Regions from separate parts of the Hordeum vulgare genome. Here region 1 is linked to region 2. The links are chromatin contacts, called in public Hi-C maps. All regions are on one chromosome and are shown on one strand. Each heading gives the region's core, a stretch centred on a gene start, on an enhancer-like site or on the middle of the called end of the contact. The rest is flanking DNA. Distances are from core to core; before and after follow the strand shown. Region 1 holds the start of LOC123448775 (membrane steroid-binding protein 1-like). Region 2 holds the start of LOC123446529 (F-box protein At5g46170-like).

What was found. Hi-C and Micro-C count contacts between places; a contact is called where the count stands out from the background.
Region 1: a contact with region 2 is called in a Hi-C map of leaf, with 4 times the contacts expected there. The contact joins the promoter of LOC123448775 here to the promoter of LOC123446529 in region 2. A contact is called at or near these places in 6 of 6 Hi-C or Micro-C datasets (leaf, seedling and an unstated tissue) and 1 of 1 datasets of contacts at active chromatin or transcription factors (embryo).

What each region holds. Positions count from the first base shown.
Region 1 is chr4H:411,841,793-411,844,492 of MorexV3_pseudomolecules_assembly, forward strand. It overlaps LOC123448775 (membrane steroid-binding protein 1-like), which reads right to left and starts at 1,331. Exons shown (of 2, transcript XM_045125777.1): 1 at 835-1,331. The coding sequence starts at 1,184.
Region 2 is chr4H:411,431,949-411,434,648 of MorexV3_pseudomolecules_assembly, forward strand. LOC123446529 (F-box protein At5g46170-like) reads right to left here and starts at 1,409. Exons shown (of 1, transcript XM_045123104.1): 1 at 1-1,409. The coding sequence starts at 1,207. The coding sequence ends at 104.

The sequences.
Region 1 (2,700 bases), core at 81-2,580, 410 kb after region 2:
GAATTTGTCTTTTTTGTACAGGTCGCGTTTCAAAGTATTTCGACCTGAAATTTTACACACACACGGATCACACCCTTGTTTACTTGTATAATTTTTTTAAGATTTTTTGAAACTAAAATTTTCGAATTTTGATTTTTCCAAAAATTTCGGCTTCCATGGAGGACGCGCTCCAAAATGCCATTCTCAGTAAGAGACTCCTATCCTAGTATAACATCATCAACCTGAAAAGACTCAGGCCTCATGTCTCCAAATGGAATTTAATGGACTATCCACGTCACCAATGTAATAATTACCTACAGTTACTAGCACACATTATGTATCTTGCTTCTAACTTTTACTAAAACTTAGATAAGCTCTTCATCACTCCATATTAACGTGCTTTGCTCATAGTAGTACTGCTTCCAACTGTTTCTCTCAGAGGGTGCTTGGATCCAAGAGACTAAAACTAGTCTTTTTAAAAGGCTAAAGTTCCAAGCACCCCTGACTAAAGAGAGGCTAAAACTAGTCTAGAGGCTAAAATCTTTTAGTCAGGGATACCCCTACTAAAATGTGCATTAGTCCTCTCTCTCCTCATTTAACTCCTCATGCAAGTTCTGGATTGGAGGATTTGAAGGATAATAAATGCTCATTAACTTGATTTTAGTCTCTTTAGTACTTAGATCCAAGCATGGGTGAGGCTAGCAAGTTTTAGTCTCATTACTTTTAGTCATGGGACTAAAACGTATCCAAGCACCCTCTCAATTAGTCTAGTCTAGTTACTCGAGCATGGTATGATTTATACAATGTTAAACTCAGGTCATGCGCGTATCTGTCCAGGCACAATATAACCCTCACCTTCCGCGCGAGACGTCGTAGACCTGACCGCGGATGGCGATGAGGATCGACTTGGCGGGATCCTTGCCGTCATACGCCCCGAGCTGCTCGAGCGTGATCTCACCCACCTGCACAGGGTCCGGAAACGGCGGCACGAACGGCTCCGGCTCCGGCTCCGCCTCCGTCACCTGCTCCTGCTGCGGAGGCGGCTTGGGTTGGGCCGCCGGTGCCGAAGCGGCGGCGTCTGGGGCGATGAAGAGGGTGGAGACGATGAGGTAGGTGGCGAGCATCAGAGCCAGCACGGTGAAGGCAGCCGCGGGCGAGAGGCCCGTGTAAGCCTGCACGGCGTCCGCGATCTCCTGCGCTGCCATGGGGGCTCGCTGGAGCTTAGGGTTCGGTGGCTGGGTTTTGGGGGGGACGGGGTTAGGTGCGCAGGGTGGTTCTGCCGCCGGTCACGGATGTTGACTCGGCGACCTGGGAAGAAAGGGGAAAGCCGGCGGAGTCGCAGCGCACGCCGCACGGTCCTTTTTTCCTTCTTTTTCTAGTAGCAAAACAAATGGAGAGAAAAAGTGGGAGTTTTTTTCCCTTATAGGGCTTGGGAACCATAGGCCCGGGAAAAGATAAGCCCGGTAGGGCACGTTGCTGCTGGGCCTGGGAATGGAGACGAAAGGTGGGTTTTTTTTTCTAGGGGAGGTTTTTTTTAAGGGGGGTGAAGGGCGGAAATGCGATTCAGCTTTCGGAAACACGTGCGAAAATGGGAAATGAATTTTGAAATGTTAAAAAAATCACAATAAATTTTTTATGAGTTCTTTTTCACCTGAATTTATTTAGGCAAAAAGGTTAAGCATTTTATCCTGTGTAGGAAAAAAATTAAACATCAATTGTTACCCTAAAATGTCACACCCAAATTTATTTATTTTCACCGATGAAACATCACTGCTCCATTTTGCATGAAAATTGCTAAGCATTCTTGCGAGACTAACACAAACATCTAAAAAAAACAGATTTTTTGAAAAATGTTTACTATTATTTTTTGTGTTACTGTTCATCCGGGTGCAAATGCACCTAGGAGCCAAAACGTCCCTCCCAAATGAAGGATGGTATTCTTCAGTTGCCAAAAGATAGCCCGGGCGGGGCACGTTGCTGCTGGGCCTTGCAAAAAGCCGGCCCTTAAGGACATGCTTATTCCGGATAGGCCCACACAAAATTATTCTACAAAAAGGGATATGTACTCGAAATGTTTTTCCTTTTCCTTTCTGAGAACATGGTTTATAGTACTCCCTCCGTCCGAAAATATTTGTCCTAAAAATTGGATATATTTGATGTATCTATAATTAAGATAAGTCTAGATTCATTCATTCCTAGGACAAGTATTTCCGGGCGGAGGGAGTATTTTTTTGCTGGGTGAAAACGAGTTTATTTTAAAATTACAGGGTTACAATCATGAGACAAGTCCTCCTCACAAAACGAAGGACCCACGTTCAACCATACCGCAGTGCAACACTGGGATATGGTTATAATGTGACAGAAGATATGCGGCCCTATTTTGCTCTCTACCAATTTTACAAGGAACAAACTCCGTAACAACCATGTGAGTTTTAATCTCAGCATCTAAATGACCATATGCTGATCTCGAAAGAGTGTCGCCTTAAAGTACTGCCAAGGCATTCGAAGAATCGGATTGGACGATTACCGGCTTGTGTGAATGCTCGATGGCCAACGCCATACCTTGCATGATAGCGTGAATTTCCTCTTCTAGGGCGTCATCGTAGTGAAAGATGTACCTATGTGCTACAAAGATCACAAAACCATCCTCATTCCGCAGAACCATTCCAGCAAATGTGTGCCCATCATGGCTCAAGAACGAGCCATCAACATAGAGGGCAC
Region 2 (2,700 bases), core at 159-2,658:
AGAGCTGAATCCGACCGACAGAAGAGAGCAATCATTTCTGCTCGTAGATGGTGGCCATTGCCATCGCCATAGCGCACACTAGCTAGATTCAGGTTTGGCTAGATTAGAAGCCGTTCATCTCTAGCAGGTAGGTGCGGCGCTTGCTGAGCATGGACACGGCCTCCCTGAATGGCCCGTCGAAGGCGCCGGCCACGAACTCGTCCAGCTCCTTGCGTCCGCCGCCGATGCCGCCGGCCTCGCCGACGGGCTTGATCACCACGAGCGTGGCGCCCTGGATCCTCGTCCCGTCCGACAGCTCCAGCATGGGCGCGTAGCGGAGCTTCATGTTGCAGGCCGGCACCTGCGTGCGGTTGGCTGCGGCGGCGGCGGCGAGCGGCTTGTCGGTGAACTCCTTGAGCTGCTGGCGCTCCATGCAGAGCGTGCCCTGGCCGTGCGCGTCCGTGAGCTCCACGCGCTCCAGGGTGGGGTGCTCCTTGACGATCTCGCGGAGGAGGTAGTGCCTGGTGGCCGCTGCGATCAGCGAGCTGATGGTCCAGACGACGCGCAGCTTCAGCCCGCCGTTGGTGTAGAAGGACTCCGGTATGCTCCCATTGTCGTCGTCCCCCTGCCCCTGCCCCTGCGACTGCGGGGCGTCGTGGTCGTCGTGGGCGGTGGCGGAGGGCGCGTGCGAGGCCGAGGCGTGGTCCAGCCTGGTCCCGCCGAGGATGACGCAGCTCTGGAGCGTGGTGCCGAAGACGGCCTTCCACTTGAGCAGGACGCCGTCGTCGGTGCCGACGTCGGAGACGGGGAGCTCCATGCGGAGGTTGCGGATGCTGCTGAAGTTCTTGAGCACCTGCGCGGGCGAGTGGTGCGGCGCGTGCTTGGCGGGCGCGTGGCCGGCGGGCCTGGCGCCGGCGTCGCAGTGGCCGAAGGGCTTGAGCACGGCCAGGAGCACGGTCTTGAGGAGGCCGGAGATGACGCCGCGCTGGCGCGGGCCGGCGGGCGCGTCGTCGGCGGCGATGACGCGGTCGATGCGGAGGCAGGCGTCGTCGACGAGCGGGACGAGCGCGTTGAAGCGGCGCGAGACCGCGGAGCAGCGGCCGAGCGAGCGCGCGTCCGCGAGCTTGTTGAAGATGAGGAGCACGAGCGAGTCCGGCACGCTGTCGAAGTGGTCCTCCCCTTGCGCGAGGAGCAGGTCCTCGGCGAACACCCGGTGCCTCGACTGCATTCTCGACTGGAGGATTCCTCTGCTCCGCTGTGCGCGCTCGAGACAGACGGCAGCAGCAGCTCGCCTCGCGCGGAGGAGGAGGAGCAGCTGAGGTTGCGGGTAGAGGAAGAGGGTGTTGGTGGTGGTGGTGATGGTGAGTAATGGATGGCGAGGGGGAGAGAGTTATAAAGGCGCGCTCGCTCGCTCGCTCCGCTCTGCTCCGCTCTTGTTTTAACTCCATGACTCGCTGTCGGGCACCCCCTAATCCTAATCATACCGTTACGTTAGACGGAGGGAGCAGGACGACCATTTTCCTTTTCTTTACCTCCCCTCTTCCTTCTTCCTCTCGCTGTGCTCCTACTGCCATAATGCAGCAGAGTAGTGCCATTGTTTAGTTTATTAATCAAATCATCATCTTCATCGCCTCTTCTCGACCGTTTCTTAGCAATATAGTCTACTTAACAGTAACTTAGGCAACCTGCAAAATTACCGTCGCACACAGGAATCCGTCGTAAACTCGCCAAAATTCGCCATCGCACACAGGAAAAGATCGTTGGACGCCAGAATCAATCGCCACCGGTTGAAATTGGACGAGCTCGACCTCATCGTGGCCTCCCATGACCTCAACCTGGCCGCTGGAATCCTCCCGGCTCGGCGGGCGCGGCTTGCAACAGAGCAGGGCGTAGCCGGCGGGCGACAGGGCTGGGCGTGGCCGGCTGGAGGAAGGGGCGCAGCCGACGACCGACATGGCTGGCGTGATGATGGGGCACGGCCGACGACCGACAGGGCTGGGCGTGGCCGGCTGGAGGAAGAGGCGCAGCCGACGACCGACATGGCTGGCGTGGTGGTGGGGCGCGGCCGACGACCGACAGGGTTGGGCGTGGCCGACTGGAGGAAGGGGCGGCAGCGGCCGAACTAGAGGAAGAAGCTCCTTATCCCAATTTTACAGTTTGTTTTTAGGTATTTGTTCAGCCGTAGCTAAAATGGACCCTTAAAATGTTTTTTTACCCTTATCCGAGTTTTACAGTTTGCGGTTTTAACGGGTTTGCTGGAGATGCTCTTAGAGCATCGCACACCCCCAAACTCGGCCTAGAGAGAGGCCCAATCGTCCATGAAAATGCTACCCAAACGGGCGTCTTAAACGAACCTCAAATGCCCGGACTAATCGACATCCCTCGTATCGAGTCAGAACACGAGACATATATGGGATGTGTGGGTGCGTCCATCATGTTGGACCCAACAGCCCGACTTCACCGTAAAATGCACCAATTCCACCCCCTTGACCTACCACATCCATTTGCTCTTTTCTCTTTTCTCCTTCCTCCGTGACGTGCGTCTCGCAGCTCCGCCGTCGCACGTGCTTCGCAGCCGCTCTGAGCGTCTGCTCCACCAGCACCGGCGGAAAACTCGTCTCCCTTCCTTGCTGTTGGGGACGCGGCTGTCGACCCGGACGCCACTGCAGTACGTCCGGCAACTCCCGAGCTCCCACTTGCACTTTACGTCTTCAAAACATT